2 separate regions of the Rattus norvegicus genome follow, and region 2 is linked to region 1. Evidence: chromatin contacts called from public Hi-C data. All regions are on one chromosome and are shown on one strand. The core of a region is the stretch at or near the end of the contact, and the rest is flanking DNA. Distances in the headings are between cores, read along the strand shown.

Region 1 (5,815 bases), core at 2,274-4,773:
CTGTTATACGGTTCAGGATCCCCTTACTAAGGAATGATGCCACCTGCAGTGTATAGGTCTTTCCACCTCAATTATCATGGAAAGATAATCACCAAAAGACATGCCCATGGACCAGTCTGATCTTGACAACTCCTGAGACTGTTTTCCCAAGTGATTCTAGATTATATTAAATTGACAACTAAAAAAAAATTATCACAGATGGTGATGATGTGCCTGTTTTGTGAACCTCTTAGCTAGCCTAAATAATTGAGATTGGGCCATTATATTTATTTAATATGCTGTAAAGGCACAACAACTGAACAGTATTACTCTATTTTAATCTGGCTACCTCCCACCAAAATCCCTGAGATATTTGCACTTTAGGGCTCTCTCTGTTCCAGGTGTTTTTCTAGTGGTATCCCTTGGGCTCTCTCCCCATGGTTGAATCCTCCACTTCCTCCCTCTCTCACCTGGTCCCCGGCCTGGCAGAAGTCCCGCCCTATTCTCTTCCCTGCTCAGTCATTGGCTTTTAAACTCTCTTTATTGAGACATCAGGAAACGATTGGGGAGCTAGTGTTTATTCAAGATTGAGACAGGAGATTCTCTGAGTAAGGATGGCAACCAGATATGGGGGAGCAGAAACCAGCATTTGAATCTTCACATAATAACATATGGCTCCAATTCTCAAATGGGGGTGGGGGGAAGGGCTGGCAAGATGGCTCCACAGTTATGAGCACTTGCTGATCTTGCAGAGGACCTGGGTTGAGTTCCCAGCACCCACATGGTAGCTGACAACCATTTATAACTCTGGTTCTATGGAATCCTATATGCTTTTCTGACTTCCACTAGCATTAGGAATGCATAGATTACATATAAACATACATACATCATACACACATATATAGCAAAATATACATACCTATATAATAAATAAATGTGTTTTTTAAAAAAAACTCACATGCTATGTCAGTTTCTTTGGGAGTATTTACCAAGGAGTCCAGCCACAGGTTCTTTTAGTCCAATTATAATATTCTTAAATCGTATATTCAACCCCATACGGTAATATGTGGATATGCGCATATGTGTTTGTTATACAATGGCTATAAGAGGCCTCAGAGTTCAAAGGGGCCTTAATAGAGGCAGGATACTGATACAGACGCAGAGAGACACAGCAGGTGTTACTACTAAGAAAACCATTTGGGGGGCCTGGGTGGCATGCAGGTGGCAGCAGTGGGGACCCTGCTGGGCTGCAGCCGGGAGCCAATGGCCGGTTCTCTATCTTTCAGTCCTTTGATACATCCACTGGGTTGGGTGACAAGCCAGAGGGCTCCGGTCTGTTACCTTACTCTCTTTCTCTTTATGAGGTCCAGATGATGGTGTCCACTGTCTGTTGGTCTGGTTTATTCAGTAAGTTCTCAGGGCTGGTTTCCCGACCACTTAAATATGCATGTTTGCCCCTGGGTTCCCAGCCCACTTGGATCCGTTTATCAGTGATATCTTTTGGCTTGCAGGAATAAAAACTGTTTTCCAGCCTATGCCTCGTAGTTGTCCTGGACAGGTGATGATGTTTAATGCCAGGAGAGAAGTCACCCGACTTCCGCAACCGCACTTGGGTAAAGTTGGCTTTATAAAGTGCAGTCACCCAGGGCAGGGCATAGCCTCAGGGCACTTTTTCTTTATGGTATGAAGTGACTTAGAATAGGGCTCTACACACATGATGCCCAGAAAGTATAGAGAGTGATAAAGAATTCTTTTAAGAAAGGCTGAAATAAAGTGTTTCTGAATGTCAGACGTCTGTTACAATGATCAGAGCTGGAAGAAAAGTTCAGGACCTAATTGCTGGAGCCTGCAAATGGGACTCTATGGAATGAAGACCTTGAAGATGGGATCAAGTTCAGATGAGTTCTGAGGGATAGAATAGTCCCTCTGAATGCAATGGCTGGTGTCTTTATAACCAGACAGACACACAGACACATCCACAGAGGAGATGCTGGGAGGAGGTCAAACTGGACACAGCGGCAGAGAGAGGAACAATGTTTTACCAGAAGCTATACATGGGTTCAAGCAGACTGCCCCCCTGCTGGGGACACCCTACGACTGGAGATTTGTTTCAGCAGCCCTTAGGAACAAACATACAGGCTTAGTGCTTTATGTGGTGGCTGTCCCCACTTCAGAATGCTGACATTGCAGAGGTATGAAAGTGGTAAGCACTCAGCAGAAACCTCTCTTCTGATTCTGAGGATGAATATTTTCCTGCTTAGTGCCCTGTGGTCCAGTCCTGTCCCGTGATGCTAGGTGGTGGCAAAGAGCTCAGCTCCCAGAGTGACATTCAGGAGAATGAGTCTTGAATGCATTTTTGACCTGTCACATTCAATTTAGGACGGGCTTATGGGACATCAACCCATTGTCAGCACAGGAGCACCTGTTGTTTAAGAGATCTGTGATGGAGACTCAGAAGAGACACAAGGACAAACGAGGCAAAATTGGCAAGCGGCACGGAAAACCAGGCTGGGACAGGAAATGTGGCATCTCTGTGGGAGCGACTGGCCTTGGTGACATGTAATTTCATGTCAGTGGTGCAGGGTGGACAGCAGCAGGCGGAATGCAGATGTTTAGGGATGGGAGACTAATAGGGCATAGGAGGCGGAAATAGCTGAGGGAAGCCATGGGTACAGATTTAGGAGGGATTTGAGCCTCAGGGCTGTCTGCCTGCGGGAGATGACCCGAGTCAGCCCACCCCAGCTTCACAGATTGGATACAGCTGGCCTGGGGTGGGAAGGAATGGGTGGAGGGAAGGGGGGCGGGGAGGGAGCACAGTGGGTGTTTCTTTTGTCAATCACAATCTCTCTTCTGCCCCTGTAACTCAACGGCCCCAAACAGCAAAACATCCCTTTGCCTTCAGATCCCAGAATCTTCAGGATTAAAGATCTGGAAACTGCCAAACAGAGAAACTGTCAACTCCATGGAGCATTTAAGGTTTCCAATGAGTAACCAAATACATTTTGCTGCTAGGATTTTGTGTTTGTTTGTATGCCTTGCTAGCTCCAAGAATGTGGGAAAGGAGAAGGAAAGGAAGGGAAAGGAAAGGAAAGGAAAGGAAGGGAAGGAAGGGAAAGGAAAGGAAAGGAAAGGAAAGGAAAGGAAAGGAAAGGAAAGGAAAAAGTGAAAGAAAGAAAGAAAGAAAGAAAGAAAGAAAGAAAGAAAGAAAGAAAGAAACCGAATGGCAAAGATTTCCAGCTCCACCACTCTGCCTGGACGTCCTCTTTTGTTTGTGTCAGCCTACAAGTCAGAGTCCCTCTGATGATGATTAAGGGGCTCGGTTTATTCCAGTCTTCAGCCATTGTTGCTACTAAACGCTTGAATTCTCTTGTTTGCATCAAGGTATATAATTGGGAAACATGCAAATTAGCCAAGTCTGTGAGCTGTAATTTCTCTGACTCAAAGGAGGGGGTTTTGTAATGAAAACGGATGGTTAGGCAGGATTCGGAAAGGCGCTGGAGACTGCCGCCAAACACAGCCCACTCTTCCGGAAGTGGAGCGCGCTCTCTCACAGCGGGCCTTGGCACACGGAGTCTTCCTTAGCCTTAGCCCCACACAATCCAGTGAAGAGCAATGTAACCGGTGACGAGGCGCGCCTAGATTTTTCCTTCCAAGGAAAGCGTAGAGGTTTTTTTGTTTGTTTGTTTGTTTCTTTGTTTGTTTGTTTTAATTAGCACCCGATGAGGCTTCACATGGGGTTGTAGTGAATGGTGGGATGGATGGGCTAATGGGTGGGCCTGGCCCCCAGCCAGTGAGGAGGGTTGTCCTAGTTGTACTAGCACTGGGAGTAGAGGAGCCCTTGTCACTCCTAGTGTGCCCATTGGAAACACATGTTTGGCTCTCATGTCCCTTTTGAGGGGAGCTTGTATGCTCAGTGGAACCCTGAGGCTCACACCCTCAGAGTGGTTGGAAATGTCTCCGAGTGGTGTCAAGCTGACTAAAATGTCACCGTGTGGCTCTGGCTCCTACTTGGAAGTGAGTGGCCTTCCTCCCGACAACTCGGGCTGGCCTTCCACAGCACCCCCTTGTGGCCCTGGCCGAAATGACAACACTATGGGTCAGAATCCCTGGGGTGAAGGAAGTTTAGATTTCTGTGAAAGAAGAGTTGGTCATGTGTCTTCAACAATCAAATGCTTAATTTTCTGAGAATTAAGACATATACATCCCGGTATCATTTTGGACAAAATAACGGGAGTAACCGACTACGTTTATGTCTGAAGCAGGGAAGTGTTCTGGAACCTCCAAATAATTTCTGTCTCTGGTAGGAGGTTTTCCCCTGATAACAGTGACGAGCACCGTTGCTCCGGCTTTCGCACATCCCTCAGGGCAAACACATCACACAGTCAGATGACTAGAGTGTGACCTGGCCCTGAAATCCCCACACTCCAGCTCTGCCCCATCTCCTGGAGGACAGACAAGATGGTGGAGACTTAGTTCTGTCTTCCTTATACTGTGGCATGGGCACAGGTCGGTCTTCCTTCCTCACTGAAGGTACCAGATCTAGCTGGAGCCTCCCGCGGCTACTGAGAACTGTCTTTATTTTGCTCACCGAAAGGGCAAATTGAAAACAGAGTCTGGCTGGGCAGTCAATTTGGTTTGTTTTTCTTTTTCTTTTTTTCCCCTGAGATGTAAGTTTATCATTCGGGAGTGGGGGTGACACTCTTTGTGTTTAGTGTCACATTTCTGTCCACGAATTGCAACTTCGGGAATATCAGGGAAAGCTGCTTTTAAAACAGGCTGGACTGAGAACAGACAAGTTACAACTACCTCTTACTAGAGCTCAGGAAGCAGGGACAAGACGAATCTCCAGAGAGGATGAGAGAGTGAGCCCTGGGGGAGCAGAAAGCCAAAAACATGGCGGCATGTTTGTTCCCTCCTTCCTCAGACCAGCACCTTTGACTCACAGGCTTTGTGGCATCTAGATGTTTTTGCTCCAGACAAAGTGCCTGTCTCCCTATTCAGCTGGGTGTGGGGGTCCCCAAGACCTCCAGTGAGAAGGGCATTATCTGTCAGCCCATCACATTGCTCAATGTGAAGGCAGGGGAGGCTATTAGGTTACTGTCTTAGGTAGGGTTTCCACTGCTGTGAGGAGACACCATGACCAAGGCAACTCTTCTAAGGACAACATTTCATTGGGGCTGGCTTACAGGTTCAGAGGTTCAATTCATTGCCATCATGGCAGGAATAAGGCAGCGTACAGGCAGGCATGAGAGTTCTACATCTTCATCCAAAAGAATCCAGGAGCAGGCTGGCTCCCAAGTGGCTTGGAAGAGGGTTTCAAAGCCCATCCCCAAAGTGCCTTACTCCTCCAACAAGGCCACACCTACTCCAACAAGGCCACACCTACTCCAACAAGGCCACACCTACTCCAACAAGGCCACACCTACTCCAACAAGGCCACACCTACTCCAACAAGGCCACACCTACTCCAACAAGGCCACACCTACTCCAACAAGGCCACACCTACTCCAACAAGGCCACACCTCCCAGTAGTGCCACTCTCTGGGTTAAGCATATCCAAACCACCACAGTTCCTCTCATATGTGTCAACCATATCTTAAAGGGCCACTAGGAGAACATCAAAATGGATACTTTATAAAGGTTTTGGGGAGAACCTCACCCTTGCTGGCCCTGAAGACACTTGCCAGATTCTGTGAGGTAGTCAAGTCATACAGCTTCACCTAGAAACTCTGGTGAGTTAGAGCCCATCAGAAGAACTGAGGGTGGGATTCTAGTCCAGCAAATCTGCAGGAGCCTGGGGGGAGGCATCAAGGCCTGTATTCCCCACAAGCCCTGA
Region 2 (5,815 bases), core at 1,163-3,662, 140 kb before region 1:
GGATCTCAATGGGTCCTTCCAGACACATCTTTGAGAGCACAGTAGGGGACCAGGGTAGAAATCAGGGAACAGGTTAGGAGGTAAACATAAGAACTGAAGCTAGGGTTGCTGACAGCCTGAATTGGGATTGATGGGAGACAGGGGTAGGGCTGTCTGGGCTCCCTCCTCAGCCCACATTAAGTCCTGGCCCCTTTCCCCTCCATCTCCTCTCTCTCTCTCTCTCTCTCTCTCTCTCTCTCTCTCTCTCTCTCTCTCTCTTTGTGTGTGTGTGTGTGTGTGTGTGTGTGTGAGACCATGAAAGGTAGCATGGTTCCCAATTGAGGTAAGGCTTGAAACCCCAGAGACTCTGAGGGATGGTAGGCATGTTACCTGTTCCTGGGCATCAGGCCCTGTCACTAGCTCCAACCCTCCATGGATTTGTGGTCATCAGTCACATAAGGGCATCACCCCCAGGCCATCCACATGTGTAGTCACTCATCCATCCTGTGTAGTCACGCAGGCTCAAGACAGATTTCCATTTTAATGAGATACCTAAAGATCTGGAGGGCTTGGTCAATAAGCTTTCCTTCCCAGACACTCCTCCCTGCAAAAGGTATTTAACATCAGGTCACCCCCCTGAGAAGTGGGGTATAGGTCTACACTTCCACTTTCCGCCATAACAATAAATGCCTTAAAACTACAGACTGTCTCTTTTCGTCAGGATTCGCTGCGGCGAGCTATAGAGAAGGCCTTCACCTACAGAGCTGCCGTCTAGTCTCCCATAGAAGACCTCTCTGTGTTCCTAGCCACCAACCCCAAGCCCAAGCCAACTATCTACAAGCCAAGGATTCTTCGGGACCAGCCAGAACCCTCCCCACCCCACCCCTGGCCAGATCCAGCCCGTGGGTTCCCCATTCAGTTCTCAGCTCTTCTGCAGCTTGCAGGTCCAGAGATTCACCACCACCACTGTCCCACGCCTCAAAATGTGCTTCCTCATCCCTGGAGCAGTGTCCTGGGGCTTCCCTGCAGCCCAATACACACCCAACGACAGTGTGGGGTAAGCGTGGTCACTTCCGGTGTCCAGCTCCCCAAGCAGCCATGCCCTGTGGCAGAGCAGACTTTGGACCCCACAACCTTACGTGTGTGGTGTGTGTGTGTGTGTGTGTGTGTGTTCCCACACTATTTTTGAGAGACAGTCTTTTACTGAACACGGTGATCACTGATCAGCTCGAACAGCAGTTCTCAACCAGATATCTTGCATATCAGGTATTCACGTTATGATTCATAACAGTAGCAAAATTACTATTATATGGTAGACAGGAGCCATCTCAGAGAGGCTAAAGCTAGCAGGTGACTATCCTGGAGGTGTCCTCACCATTTTTGCATGACTTACAATGGGTGAGCTGTGAGAGGCAAGGTCCCTAGAGACGTCATCTCAGGATTGCTTCTCGAAGCTGATCTGCCTTTGCCTATTCTGGGAATTAACCTACACTATTGAGAAAATGCCCTTCAGAGCAACATAAAGATGAACTTTCATGAATTAATGCTGTTTAGATGAATTAATGATTTTATAGAATTCCTGATTTGATTCAAATAATTTTAGGAAGAAAGGTTTGTTTGTTTGTTTGTTTTCTTCAGAAAAGTGTTTCTTTAATTGGACAGTTTAAGCTAAAATATTACCAGGTAAAATTTAGGAAGAAAGTTTTAAGAGATATGCTAATAAGGGTTCAACCTCTCCCTCTAGCCCTCCACCCACCAGAGGCAGTGGAAAAGAAAGGTTCTTGGGATATGGGGGAAGTGGACTGTTTAGAAATAGTTCTTTGGGGTGGGTCCGATCTTCATTGTTCTCAGTCCAGTCCACTAGCAAAACACCAAACACGAACTAGCATCTGCAGTCAACACCCTTGGCAGATACCACACATGAAGCCAGAAGCAAACGCCAGGCTCACCAACTCCCTAGTTCCCAGAAGTGGCAAAAAGCTACCGACACCTCAGGAGAAGTTCTTTGGTGAGTTTCTCTCTATGAAGTCACTACCGTGTGTCCCAGCAAAACATCATTATAAGCTGAGTCCACCTTAGAGATGGTTTTAGTTGATTTGCTAGAAAGATATATAACAAAGTTAGAATCGAAACTAGAATATGACCATAGAAGAGCAAAACTCCAGAGTGATCACTTGTTTACTTCATCTCTTCATGTTAAACAGCAGGTGTTATTCACCCGAAGCCAGAAGTTACAAATAAGCAGCATTTTAGCCCTGGCAAAATTGAGTTTTGCACCTGAAAATCACCAACCCTTCCCCCAGTGGCTGTATTTCCAGAGAGAACTGGTACTGGGCAGCCTCCTGGCAAGGTATCAAGGAAATAATTTTATGGTTGGGGGTCACCACAACATGAGGAATGTCGTTAATGGGCCGCGGCACTAGGATGGTTGAGAACCACTGAGCTAGACAGACTGACAGAAATCCTCCTGCCTCTAACTCCTCAAGGCTGAGGTATAAGCATGCAATGCCACCCCTGGATTTTCCTTTCAATGGACGCTATGAGATGAAACTCAGATCACTATGCTTGCAGAACAAGCATTTTACCCATTGTGAGTTCTATATCCATTGCAACTCTTGGCTTTTCTATTTGGCACACCTGTCTCCCCAGCCTTTCTGTATTTGTCTAACCACAGACATTGTCAGTATTCATTGAGAGTCTTCCTGTCTGGTTAGATTGTGCATTGCAGACTCCATACCTTCAGGCTTGCACATGAGTACTCAAGCATGCAGGCAGCACGCATGCACACATGCACACACATGTGCTAAATCCCCCAGCTCTTATTCTGCAGCCATCTCTTTTAAAGTGAAACCTTCTTTCCTAGAGGAAGAGAAAAACTCATGAAACACAGCAGGCTCGGGAAGTTCAGAAAGTTATAGGACTCACAAGCCCACTTCTTAGGTTATGTACGCAGTCACCTCTGCAGAGGGAGGAGGCTCTTCAATGAAGTCACCAGCAAACGGGGAAGGGGTACTCCAGGAACACAGCTTCCGTAAATGGTCACGTAGACATGTGCCTGTCTCCCTCTGAATCACCTGAGCTCCTGTAAGTAACCTCAATAAACTCAACCATTCACTAGCCTAGACTTGATGGAATCATTTTCTGATTGTTGGCTGCTGTAGGAGGGTCCAGCCCACTGTGGGCAGCACCATCCCTATGTAGGCAAGCCTGGGTTGTATGAGAAAGGTTTCCAAATGTGAGTGGGAAGCATGCCAGTAAGCACTGGTCCTTCCTGGTGTCTTGTCTTCAGGCGCCTGCTTTGAGTTCCTGCCTTGGCTTCCCTCAGTGATAGACTGTCTGTAACCTCTAAGCCAAATAAACCCTTTCCTCCCCTGAGTTGCTTTTGGTCATGGTGTTTATCCCACTAGAAAGCAAAGTAGGGCGTTCACTGTGTACAATTTTAATGATTATTTTCCTAATTTTATGTAAAGATGAACTCAATACTTTAAATATATAATTTTAAGTACAATACTATAAATATATACTTTAAGAGATGGCTCAGTGGTTAAGTGGTTCAGAGGTCCAGAGTTCAAATCCCAGCAACCACGTGGTAGCTCAGAACCATCTGTAATTAAATCTGATGCCTTCTTCTGGTGTGTCTGAAGACAGCTACAGTGTACTTATACATAATAAATAGGTTAAATCTTTATATATATATACATACATACACACATATGTATACACACATATTATATATATATATATATATAATTCAAGACAGTAAAATGAGGAAAGTATCTAAGATAACACAGTTTTCTAAAACAAAAGTCTTAAATGTTAATTCAATTTTGTTTTTTTAAATGTGAGATGCATATTGTTACAAAATCCCGAAGCTGCTGAAGGGCTTGAAGGAAAGAGGACATCTCCCTCCCAGCTCCTCCCAGCCTCTGTTCTAGAGAGAATGAATCTCAGGCCCCAGTGTACCTTCAGGGACAAGCTACGCATATGCAGCAGCCACATAATGTAATATGCATACATAAGCAAACACGAAGGGGAACTGTTCCTGGTGCCCACAAGGTGAGAAGCTCTTCCTTTCTGGGCATCTATCTGATGTCAAAGAAATGCATAATTCATAAAATAAAGAGAGAAAGTATCCAAGAAGACCCAGGGCCAGCTCTGTGAGCAGCTGACAAAGCCTCGTTGGTATTCATTGTATTTAGAACACACACCGGTTTTTGTTTTTAACATTTTAAGTTATTTGTTTATAAACCAGTGTAACAGAAAAAGTATGGCACCTTGAACATATCTTTTCTCGTTCTTGACTTGGGAATGTCACGGTGCGTTCAGGTAACAGTGACGGTTTTGCCGGCAGCTCTACTGCCTGCTGGCCCTGACTGCTCCGCCTGTGAGACTGTACAGGGTCTTCAGATACCGGTCTCACAAACTTGCTTTCCACGGGAGAGAGACAACACCAACACTGGCCAGAGAAATCTGCCATCCTGGGTCTCACAGCAAGAGAAACCTGTTCTCGATTCTGGACAGGTTAAGGGTTTCTTTCTGGTGGAGATGCACCAGACGGTGTGGGGACTTGACACTGTACAGGGCTTACATGAGAAGGAAGCCTCACTGAGGTGTGCTGCTCCGGGCTGAAGGAAGTCGGCAGACATCACAAGAGGCACTTTGCAAATCGAGAGCCGGAGGGCCTGGTTCTCGGGACCACTTCCTCGGAAGTCTTTCTCCTTTCCCCTCTCCCTCATTTCTGCTCTAGTACACAGCAAATCCACCTTGAATGTTTGGAAAGTCACATTCAATCCCCATATGATTTGGCATCGGGAAATTCAATCATTATAGTGAGGAAATGGAGGTAGGCAAGAGCTTTAGGGTAATGGAGGGTAGAGAATAGAAAAGATGGCTTACCCTAATTGGTTGATTTCAATTGTTTGGCAGCGTTCAGAATGAGACTAAGTATCGCATATACTGGCTCATTACCAACGATACTGTAGTGGGTTTTTTTTTTTTTTCCTATACAAGGCTCAGCTCTCAAGATCACAAATTTATCTTTAATGTGTTAGGTCTTGAGGACTATATATGTTAACAGTGACAACAGTGCTTCTCCCAGGTCAGGGTGCCGCCAGGGTCATCCAGTGTATTTGGCAGCCTGCTTCCTGTTTCCTTCCTTCTGCTTCATTTGCTTGGCCCATTCATTAATGAGGAGGCAACCTGATACTCTCTCACGGTGGGCATGGGTGTTTTCTTTTTGTTGTTTCTGCACTCTGGGTTTTTAGCTTTGTTACTACTAGTTACATCTGGCTGCTGCATCATACCGCCAACGCTGTGTAAGCGCTTGTGTCTAGACATCTGTTTCTACTTACTTGCTGTGATTTTTTTTCCTAAACTCATCATAAACTTGTATCAACTGGGAAGAAGAGACCTTAATGGAGGGATTGCCTCCATCAGATTGGCCCATAGGGAGGTCTGTGGGAAATCTCGGTTAACTGTGGGCAGGTGGTCCTAGGTTCTACAAGAAAGCGAGTCAAGCAAGCCGTGAGAGCAAGTCAATGGGCAGCACTCCTCTGTGGTCTCTGCTTCAGTTCCTGACTCCAGGTTCCTGCCTGAGCTCCAGTTCTAGCTTCTCTTAATGGTGGACACTGTAAGGTAAGTGAACTCCCCTCACACTGGTTTCTCATGGTGTTTATTGCAGCCATAGAGAAACAAACTAAAACATTTACCTCGTGCTTAACCTTACCAAACTAAAGGACATTTTTGTTTAGTATTTCCTCAGCATATATTTTTGGATTTTGTATTTGCATTTTTTGTTTGCTTTTGTTTTTCTTTTTTAAAAAAAAGTCCTTCTTTG

What was found. Hi-C and Micro-C count contacts between places; a contact is called where the count stands out from the background.
Region 2: a contact with region 1 is called in a Hi-C map of Schwann cells, with 4 times the contacts expected there. The contact joins two enhancer-like sites. A contact is called at or near these places in 4 of 12 Hi-C or Micro-C datasets (the A7r5 cell line, Schwann cells, frontal cortex and 1 more) and 1 of 1 datasets of contacts at active chromatin or transcription factors (oligodendrocytes).

Annotation. Positions count from the first base shown.
Region 1 is chr9:96,798,684-96,804,498 of GRCr8, reverse strand. No RefSeq gene overlaps it. Among named protein-coding and RNA genes, the nearest start is that of Arl4c, 50 kb to the right of the region's middle. Within about 2 kb of position 3,523, at least 13 of the 93 cell types and tissues checked have an H3K27ac peak or open chromatin away from gene starts, as enhancers often do.
Region 2 is chr9:96,933,563-96,939,377 of GRCr8, reverse strand. No RefSeq gene overlaps it. Among named protein-coding and RNA genes, the nearest start is that of Sh3bp4, 170 kb to the left of the region's middle. Within about 2 kb of position 2,412, at least 3 of the 93 cell types and tissues checked have an H3K27ac peak or open chromatin away from gene starts, as enhancers often do.